Linked DNA regions of Mus musculus: region 1 is linked to region 2. A link is a contact called in public HiChIP or PLAC-seq data. All regions are on one chromosome and are shown on one strand. Each heading gives the region's core, a stretch centred on a gene start, on an enhancer-like site or on the middle of the called end of the contact. The rest is flanking DNA. Distances are from core to core; before and after follow the strand shown. Region 1 has its middle 33 kb from the start of Gm31966. Region 2 holds the start of Mesp1 (mesoderm posterior 1).

Evidence for each region. HiChIP or PLAC-seq counts read pairs in DNA pulled down with a chosen protein or histone mark.
Region 1: a contact with region 2 is called in an H3K4me3 HiChIP or PLAC-seq map of embryonic stem cells, with 52 read pairs. The contact joins the enhancer-like site here to the promoter of Mesp1 in region 2. A contact is called at or near these places in 10 of 39 promoter capture datasets (the C10 cell line, the HPC-7 cell line, HPC-7-derived erythroid cells and 4 more), 3 of 15 datasets of contacts at CTCF or cohesin (the NIH/3T3 cell line, embryonic stem cells and large pre-B cells), 10 of 484 Hi-C or Micro-C datasets (8-cell embryo, bone marrow-derived macrophages, embryonic stem cells and 1 more), 9 of 115 datasets of contacts at active chromatin or transcription factors (embryonic basal ganglia, embryonic stem cells and stem cell-derived neural progenitor cells) and 3 of 9 other capture datasets (adipose tissue, embryonic stem cells and pancreatic islet).

The regions. Positions count from the first base shown.
Region 1 is chr7:79,966,671-79,970,947 of GRCm38.p6, forward strand. No RefSeq gene overlaps it. Among named protein-coding and RNA genes, the nearest start is that of Gm31966, 33 kb to the left of the region's middle. Within about 2 kb of position 1,826, at least 7 of the 459 cell types and tissues checked have an H3K27ac peak or open chromatin away from gene starts, as enhancers often do. A contact at or near this core is called in embryonic stem cells, where this site is marked.
Region 2 is chr7:79,791,105-79,795,032 of GRCm38.p6, forward strand. It overlaps Mesp1 (mesoderm posterior 1), which reads right to left and starts at 2,486. Exons shown (of 2, transcript NM_008588.2): 1 at 1,761-2,486; 2 at 1,137-1,487. The coding sequence starts at 2,423. The coding sequence ends at 1,419.

The DNA of each region.
Region 1 (4,277 bases), core at 576-3,075, 170 kb after region 2:
AGCTTTCCAGGCTGCTCCTAAGAATCCTGCTTCAGATCCCAAAGATCCATCTGAAAGAGACGCTGTTTATCATGGGGCCAGCATCGTTTGTGACCAAAGATCAGGTGCGTCTTCGGGAAATGGCAGACTTCAAACATGTTCAAAAATGTTTTATAGGTGGTCTACTTCCCCTGCCCCTGGGATTAGGAAGCATCCTGCGATTTTTCCAGGGGTGGTGCAAGCAAAGGACAGACCAATGAAAACAGTGCCACCCAAGTCTAGCTTGGTGAACCAAAGAGTATGCGGGGGTCATTTATAGGAGTGAATGCACCAGGCGGCTGCATTACAGAGAAGCCCACTGGGTCCCCCGACTCACGAAAGCCAAATGCCTAGCACACGCCACCCAGCTTGCATTTGCTCCACCAGATCTTCCCTCACCAGCATCTATAATACACAACATTGTTGTCTGTGGTCTGTTCTCTACTACATCTACAAACTATGCTGGCCCCCTGATAAACAAAGTCTCCATCAAATGGATCTTTGGGAACTATACATGCAAGAGAGAGAGAGAGAGAGAGAGAGAGAGAGAGAGACAGAGACAGAGACAGAGACAGAGACAGAGACAGAGAGCATTGCCCATATAACCTTAGAGAGCCACCTGGACCATGTAACTCTAAGATTTCTGTAACTTATGGGTTTCATCAGCTTCCTAAGTCTTACAGGCCTCTCCTTCCTCCAGAAGTCTCCAATTCAGAGGAAATAACTATGCTAAATTGTTTACTAGAAAAATCTTCGCCAGACAATGGTAGCGCACGCCTTTAATCCCAGCACTTGGGAGGCAGAGGCAGGTGGATTTCTGAGTCCGAGGCCAGCTTGGTCTACAGAGTGAGTTCCAGGACAGCCAGGGCTATACAAAGAAACCCTGTCTCAAAAAACAAAACAACAAAAAACCCTCAGAGCCTAGCCCCAGTGACACACCCCCACCAACAAGGTGACACCTCCTAATCCTTCCCAAACATTTTACCAACTGGGGACTAAGAACACAAACAAATGAGCCTTGGGGGCAGGGGGGTGGGGGGCCATTGTCATTCAAGCCACTATAACTGGTAACACACAACTAAATACATTTAATTATTTGATGTCACTGTTGTCCTCAGGAGCCATGTGATGACACCTGCACCTAGTGACAGGTAGTGATTCCTGATTCTGCCATGGCTAAGGAAACACTTGCATGGCTTGATCCAATTGCTTGGGTTTCTTTTCAGTTTGAAGGTAAGGGTGGGCACTCTACAAATAGCTCATGAGTTTTCAGCCACCAGGCTAGGGTCCTCAGCTATGGTTGGACAAAAGTAAGAAGTCCATCATGGTATGCTGCTGCATGACACAGCTCACAGATCACAATAATGTACTGGCTATTCCGAAAAGCTAGGGAAAGGGGACTCTTCGTCTTCTTCGTCTTCATCTTCCTCTTCCTCTTCGTCTTCTCCTCCTCTTCCTTCTCCTTTCTCTTTCTTTTTTTCTCTTTTTCTTTTTTCTTTTGGCAGTGCAGGGCTTTGCAGCTAAAGTGTCACATCTGCAGGCAGAACTGACCAATTGATCAGTTGATTGATTCAACCATTGATTCACTGTGGGCCGAAGCAAGAGTGGGGCTGAGGAGTATACAAACCTTGCAGATCTCATCGGCAGCAGTGGAATGGCTCCTCCACCTGCCCTGGGCCCTCAAGGTCCTGGCGTCCATGGGCCTGTGTCCTCATCGAGGTCAGGTAGCACAGTAGCCAGGTTAAACTTCCTCTTCCCAGCAGCACCTGGAATGCCTCCTTATGCAAATGAGGCACTCCCAGAACCCTGGCCTCAGCCAATCATGTACACTCTCCCCCATAGACCCACCCTACCCACTCAGCAAAGGTTACATAGCCTTTGTTCCCCCACCAATTAAATGAGCTGCTCCCTGGATCCTGTCTCTGCAGAGTCTGTTTGTATGATCACTTGCCACTTAAGGTCTTTGCTTGCTGCCTAAGGTCTCCATCGCCCCCAGTCCCTCCCACCTCGATTTCCCTGATCACGCTGATATGGGGAGTGGCATGGGAACAGTTCACTGATCCATTGATTGAGATGAAATATCGCTAAGCCACCTAGGTTATCCTGAACTCCTACAACAGCCCGGGTAAAATACTGTGGTCCTCCTGCCTCAGGCTCCAGAGTAGCTGAGATTATATCCCTGTACTACTAGGCCCAACTAAAAGAAAAGAATTTTTAATGGCTGTACCAAAAGAAAATGATACTTATAGAGATACTTAAGATTTGAACCTTAGAGGCCTCAGGGGTTAAAGGTGACTACTGGGTTCAGTACTAAGTGCTCACATGACAGCTCGCAATGGCATATAACTCCAGTTCTCGGGGATTGGACCCCCTCTTCTGACCTCCTCAGTCTCCAACAGGCACATGGTGCGAATATATTCATTAGGGCTCACACATACACACATAAATCAATATTTTTTTATAAAAATTGCATGCCTGTAATAAACATTGATGCCTACATCAATGTCTGACCTCCGCACTATATAAACAGTCCCACGAATATAACTTAAGGCCATATTTATGTGTACATATGAGTATGCCTGTACATGTGAGTGTGTGTGTGTTTGTGTGTCTGTCTGTCTGTCTACCACATATGTACAGGAACCCATAGAGACCATGTGTCAGGTCCCCTAGAATTGGGGTGCTGGGAACCAAACCCAGGTCCCTTCCCAGCACAGCAAGTGCCCTCATCCCGAGTCACTCTCTGTCTCTCTCCTCGCTTTGTCAGCCAAGAGTCCTTTTTCTTTCTTTCAAAGCAATAATTTATCAAAGTAAATAGATTCAAATTTCCTCCCTACTACTCAGTCCTACTGCTAAGCATCGATATCTTTCTTTGTTTCTTCCTGGTTTTGCCTTTGCTTCTAAGAGTAAACATGACAGCTACTTCTTGATTTCTCAGGTTGGGACCTGCTCAGAGGACTTCCCACTCTCAGTGAAGTCTTATCAGGCTTTCTTCTGGCCAGGCCTTTCCCTCGTGCTTAAAATTCATATACAGTTCATGCAGAGTGCCATCATTTTTGTTTATTTTCTGGGAATAATTTTTCCCCTGAAATGAATTATTGCTTTATTTTTAAATTTATTTGATGATGGTTTCTACCCTGTCATCACTAATGCCCAACCCCCAGGCTGCCTAGATGCTGTCAAAGATGTCGGATAGTTTTGTTTTATTTTGTTTTGCCGTTCCTTAGTGCCTGGAAATAGGATTCCATGTGGCCCAGACTGGCTTGCCTCTCTCTTCTTCCACTGCGAAAATGCAGAAATATTAGACATTCACGTCCACACTTAGCTAATACTTCTTTTTCTAGAATTTAATTTTTTTTAATTTTATGTGTATGGTTGTTTTGCCTGCATGTGTGTCTGTGCACGGTTTGTGCATCTGGTTTCCTCAAAGACCAGAAGAGAGCAATGGATGGCCTAAAACTGAAATTACAGAAAATTGTGAGCTACCAAGTGGGTGCTGGGAATCCAACCTGGGTCCTCTGGAAGAACTGTCAGTGCTCTGAACTCCCAAGCCTCTCTCCAGCCATTTTTAAAATAGATTTTGGCAAGGTATGATAGTTCACAGCCTAGAACTCCCAAAGATAGTCTTGCCTCTCCCTCCCTGGTGCTGGGATTAAAGATGTGTGTCACAAATCGGTGACATCAAGCTGGGGTTTGCTCCTGCCATCCTGGAGCTTGGAGGGCTGAGTCAGGAGACTTGGAGTGAGTTTCAGGAGCTTCTGAGTGAGAACCCATCTCAGAGCAAAACTGTTAGCATCATCCTGGACTCCACCCCCTTCCACTCACTGGCTCCTTCCTCCTGGACTCCACCCCCATTCACTCACTGGCTCCTTCCTCTGGCTCAACCTCCTCTCTCAGGATTCCCAGGGGACTCCACCAGTCTCCTTGCCATGAGATCTGCTAAATCTGGGAGACCCACAGAGAGCATACCTAGAGACACAAGACACTAGCTAAGGTCTGCTCAGGATACATTCTGTTCTTCCAATTAGATTATTACTGCCTCTGTTTTCACTGAACCTCAGGCTGAAACAGGCATAACAACGCACACTGTACCTGTGAAAGAAGACCTGCCTTCCTGAGTCGGGCTTATCTTGTGCCATTATTAACCCCAGTCCCACCCATTGTCCTAGGTGTGATTTCATCCTCTGTGGCTGAGCGGTGCTCTGTGGTGTGTGGACAAAACATTTCCTCACTACTCAGAAAGCCGGTGTGGAAGGAAG
Region 2 (3,928 bases), core at 1,236-3,735:
CTGGAGAGCCTTGAACTCCTGCTTCTGCCTGCTTCTGCCTTCCAAGTGCTGAGATCCAAAGTGTGCCACTACATCTGGCCAGTAGCTTCTTTTTGGAGGTGATAAAAATTACTCTAAAATTAGTGGTGATAACTGTAAAGCTTTATGGATATGCCAAGTCATTGAGGTGAGCTTTCTAGAGAAGCACGAGAACATAGTGGCACACGTGTGTCACCCGGCATCCCCTGAGACGACCCTTGGTGGAATGAGACTCTATCTCAAAACAACATCAACAAAATGCATATTAAAAGAAATAAACGAATACCAAGGCCTGAGCTTCTGAGAGTTGAGGGGGAGAGAGAGTTGCCCCTGCACCCTTGGCAGAGACTGCCATGAGTCAGGGCCCTTACTGGACGGTTCTCTGGACCTCCTGCTCTGCTGATGCCAGCCTCTTTCTGGGCTCCAGGAGCCTCTCTTCTCGGCTGCACATTCCTGACCTGAACTATAGCAGCACAGGTTAGCGATCAACAGGTCCCTCATCGAATCCTAGCCAGGCCTCCAAGCCACATGAAGATGGGAAGCTCTAGCCAGGGAGATGGTGCCCTGGTGTGGGGACGGTGTCCCAGATGTGGCTCAGCTGCCCAGAAGAGCAGACACGCCGTTCTGCTCCCTCCCACCGCTGAGCATGGCAATGCCCAAGCCTTACATGGCTCAGAGTCTTGTCCTTTATGTGTCTGTGAAATATATGCAAAGGTAACCAAGGTACAAAAACACTAAAGGAGTTGTGTTTTCTGGTTTTATCCAGTCCCTCCCTACATTTAAAAAAGAGGAACTACTTCCTGTCACCTTCTCTCAGGAAGCTCCCCACTCCGTTTCACCCTACCCCACCCTTTCAGACTGACCCATGCAGCATAGATGTTGACCAGGAAGGAGGGTAGAAGGCCTTTGTGTTTCCAGGCTGGAGATTACAAGACTCCTCCTCCACAATCCCATGTCAGCTTTCCCTGACACATAGCAGAACTTCCAGCAGGGTATGGGAGCATGGGGCAATGGGGGCTCGTGCCACCATGAGTTTGGGCCAGCCTGGGCCGTACAGTGTGAGGTTCCCCCTCCCACACACCCCCAAATAAGGAAGAAAGAAAAATAAACCCTCCAAATGACACTAGCACAATCGGTTTATTCACAAATAAATAAATACACACCAGGCAAAGCTTGTGCCTGCTTCATCTTTAGAGCGTGTACCCTATTGGGCGCCTCCTTCCAAGGAGGGTTGGAATGGTACAGTCTGGATGAGGGCCAGCTCCCACCCCGGGATGCCCATGTTGGTATCACTGCCGCCTCTTCCAGGATCTACTCCCTCCGAAGGTGCCAAGACCAAAGGAAAAGTGTCTGTGCTCAGACAGGGTGACAATCATCCGTTGCATTGTCCCCTCCACTCTTCAGGCAGGCGGCCACTCCTGCGGCGGCGTCCAGGTTTCTAGAAGAGCCAGCATGTCGCTGCTGAAGAGCTGCAGGAAGAGTGAACAGCGCCACAATCAACACCTGCCCCAGGGTCAGGTCCGCGCTCATCCGCTCCACGCTCAAGGTTAAGCGAGCAAGCAAAGCGTCCTTAATCCCTGCCTGTCCAACTCCCACCCTGTTCGGACACCCAGGGCACACGGGGATGCGCCCAAGGGAGATCCTGAGTGCAGCAGAGAGGCTGGTCCGCGACGTGGGGCTGTGCGTCGCGCACCAACAGTAGGGGGCGCCACCTCGACAGTGTGGGGGAAGGGGTTACTAACCGGAGATGAGGGACTGGGCTCCATTTCCTGCCTTTCCTGGGATGCTGTTTCTGCGTACAGGAACGATGGGTCCCACGATTCTGCGGCGACTCGGGGTCTAGGGTAGGCAGGCGGGGATCCCCACGACACCCCGCTGCAGACGGCCGGGCTTAAACGGGGACCGAGCGACTGCGACTGCGCCAGGTCGCTGTCGGGGCACAGCGGGCAGCCTCGAGGTGACACCGCGTGCCGCTGTCGCCGGAGGTTGTCCTCGCTGAGTCCCAGCACAGCCGACAGGTGGCCAATGTAGCGGATGGCCAGGCGCAGCGTCTCGATCTTGGTCAGGTTCTGGCCGGTTGGTGCCACGGATGGCGGCAAGAAGCGGCGCAGCTCGTGCAGCGCGCGGGCGAGTGTGCGCATACGTAGCTTCTCCCGCTCGCTGGCGCTCTGCCGCTGTCCGCTACCCAGGCGGCTACCGTGCGTCCCGCGCCTACCCGGGGTCCCAGCACGCCGGGCCGGGCGGGCGCAGGGTGGTGCAGGGCTGCTGGCCTGGGCACCGTCCCACGGGTCCGAGGACCAGGCTGGGGAGCAGACGCTGTTCCCATCGGAAGGCATCGGTGGCTGCCGACCAGCGGGACTCAGGATCCAGGACTCGGAGCGCGGCTCGCACAGGGGCTGGGCCATGGCAGCGGAGGCCTGACCATTGGGTCCGCTGTAGCTTTATCCTGAGCCCTAGGTGTGAAGCGGGCCCCTTCCAGAATTCATCAGCATATCAAAGCCGGCTCGAGCCAGGAGGGGGGCAGGGCCTGAACCCTTTGAACCATAGCAGGGGCTCTGAGGTGCAGGACCCCTTAGTCCAGTCTGCTCCACCTGGACCATATTTGGGGCCTCAGTAAGTCAGGCACCTATGGCCAGGACTGCCAGTTGAAAGAACCATGCTCAGAGAACTGAAGTCTAGCTCCTAGGCTTAGGGTACACCTTCATTTATTAGGGACCCTACGCCATTTTTTTCCATCACTTTAATTTACAAATTGTATAACAAGAGACTTCGGGATTGCATTGGCCAACTGTGGACTAGGGACCTCTAGACACGGAGAGAACTCTAGTTCAGTCCTTCCCAGAGGCTTGGATGTGGCCTGTAGTCCTCCCTGATGTCCAGGCTATGGGAGGCACATTGAAGAAACCATCCCGACCGACCTGTGAGGTTGCTGGGGTGTCCGGGCAGGGGGAGAGGTGAGCCTGCCTCCCCACACTACAAGTCACTTCTAGTCTTGGCAAGATGGGGAGCTTGGTCCCCTTCCCAGCCCTCCCATGACTGGAGCTCTGCTGCTTTGGTCAGCTACAGTGAGTAAAAAGTCCTTTGACAAAACTCAACTCCTTGAGCTGGTGGCACACTTGGGAGGTGAAGGCAGGAGGGTCAGGAGTTCAAGGCCAGGCCTAGCTGTATATGGCCCAGGTTAACATGGGCTACATAAGATCCTGTGTTGGAAAAAACAAAACAAAACAAAACAAAACCCAAAAACCCTGAAAAGCAGAAACCTTCATCTGTCCCAATGGCAGTTTTATAATCTATTTCATAGGATGCTACCTGTTAGGTTCATAGGCTGCCTTTTATTTTTTAAAGATGTGTGTGTGTGTGTGTGTGTGTGTGTGTGTGTGTGTGTGTGTGTGCTGGTGCCCCCACACAGGCCAGAGGTGTCACGTTCCTTAGGATCGGGCCTTGCAGGCAATTGTAAGCTGCCTGAGGTGGCTTCTGGGAACAGAACCTTGGGTTCTTCAAGAGCAACATGTGCTCTTCTTAACTGCTGAGCCGTCTCTCCAGTGTTCTTCCTCCCACATCTTGAAACATGGTCTCATGTAGCCCAGGCTAGCCTCAAACTTACTCTAACCCAGCTGGCCTTTAGCTCCTGATCCTGCTGCCTCAGCTTACTGCAGTTGTGAGCCTGGCTGTTGAGGATGCCTGCTCTTACCATACCTGTTCAGTGTTGTACTGAATGAAGGGACTAGGTTGGAAAAATAAAGAGAAATAAATACAAATTGAGAGATTAAAGCAAACCTGTCCCCACTTATATGTGACATGCTTATTAATAAAGTCTCCAGAAGTTGGGCATACACGCACATGCCTGTAATTCCAACATTTGGAAAATGAAGGCAAGAGGAGTTTGGGCCAGTCTTGGCTGCAAAGTGAA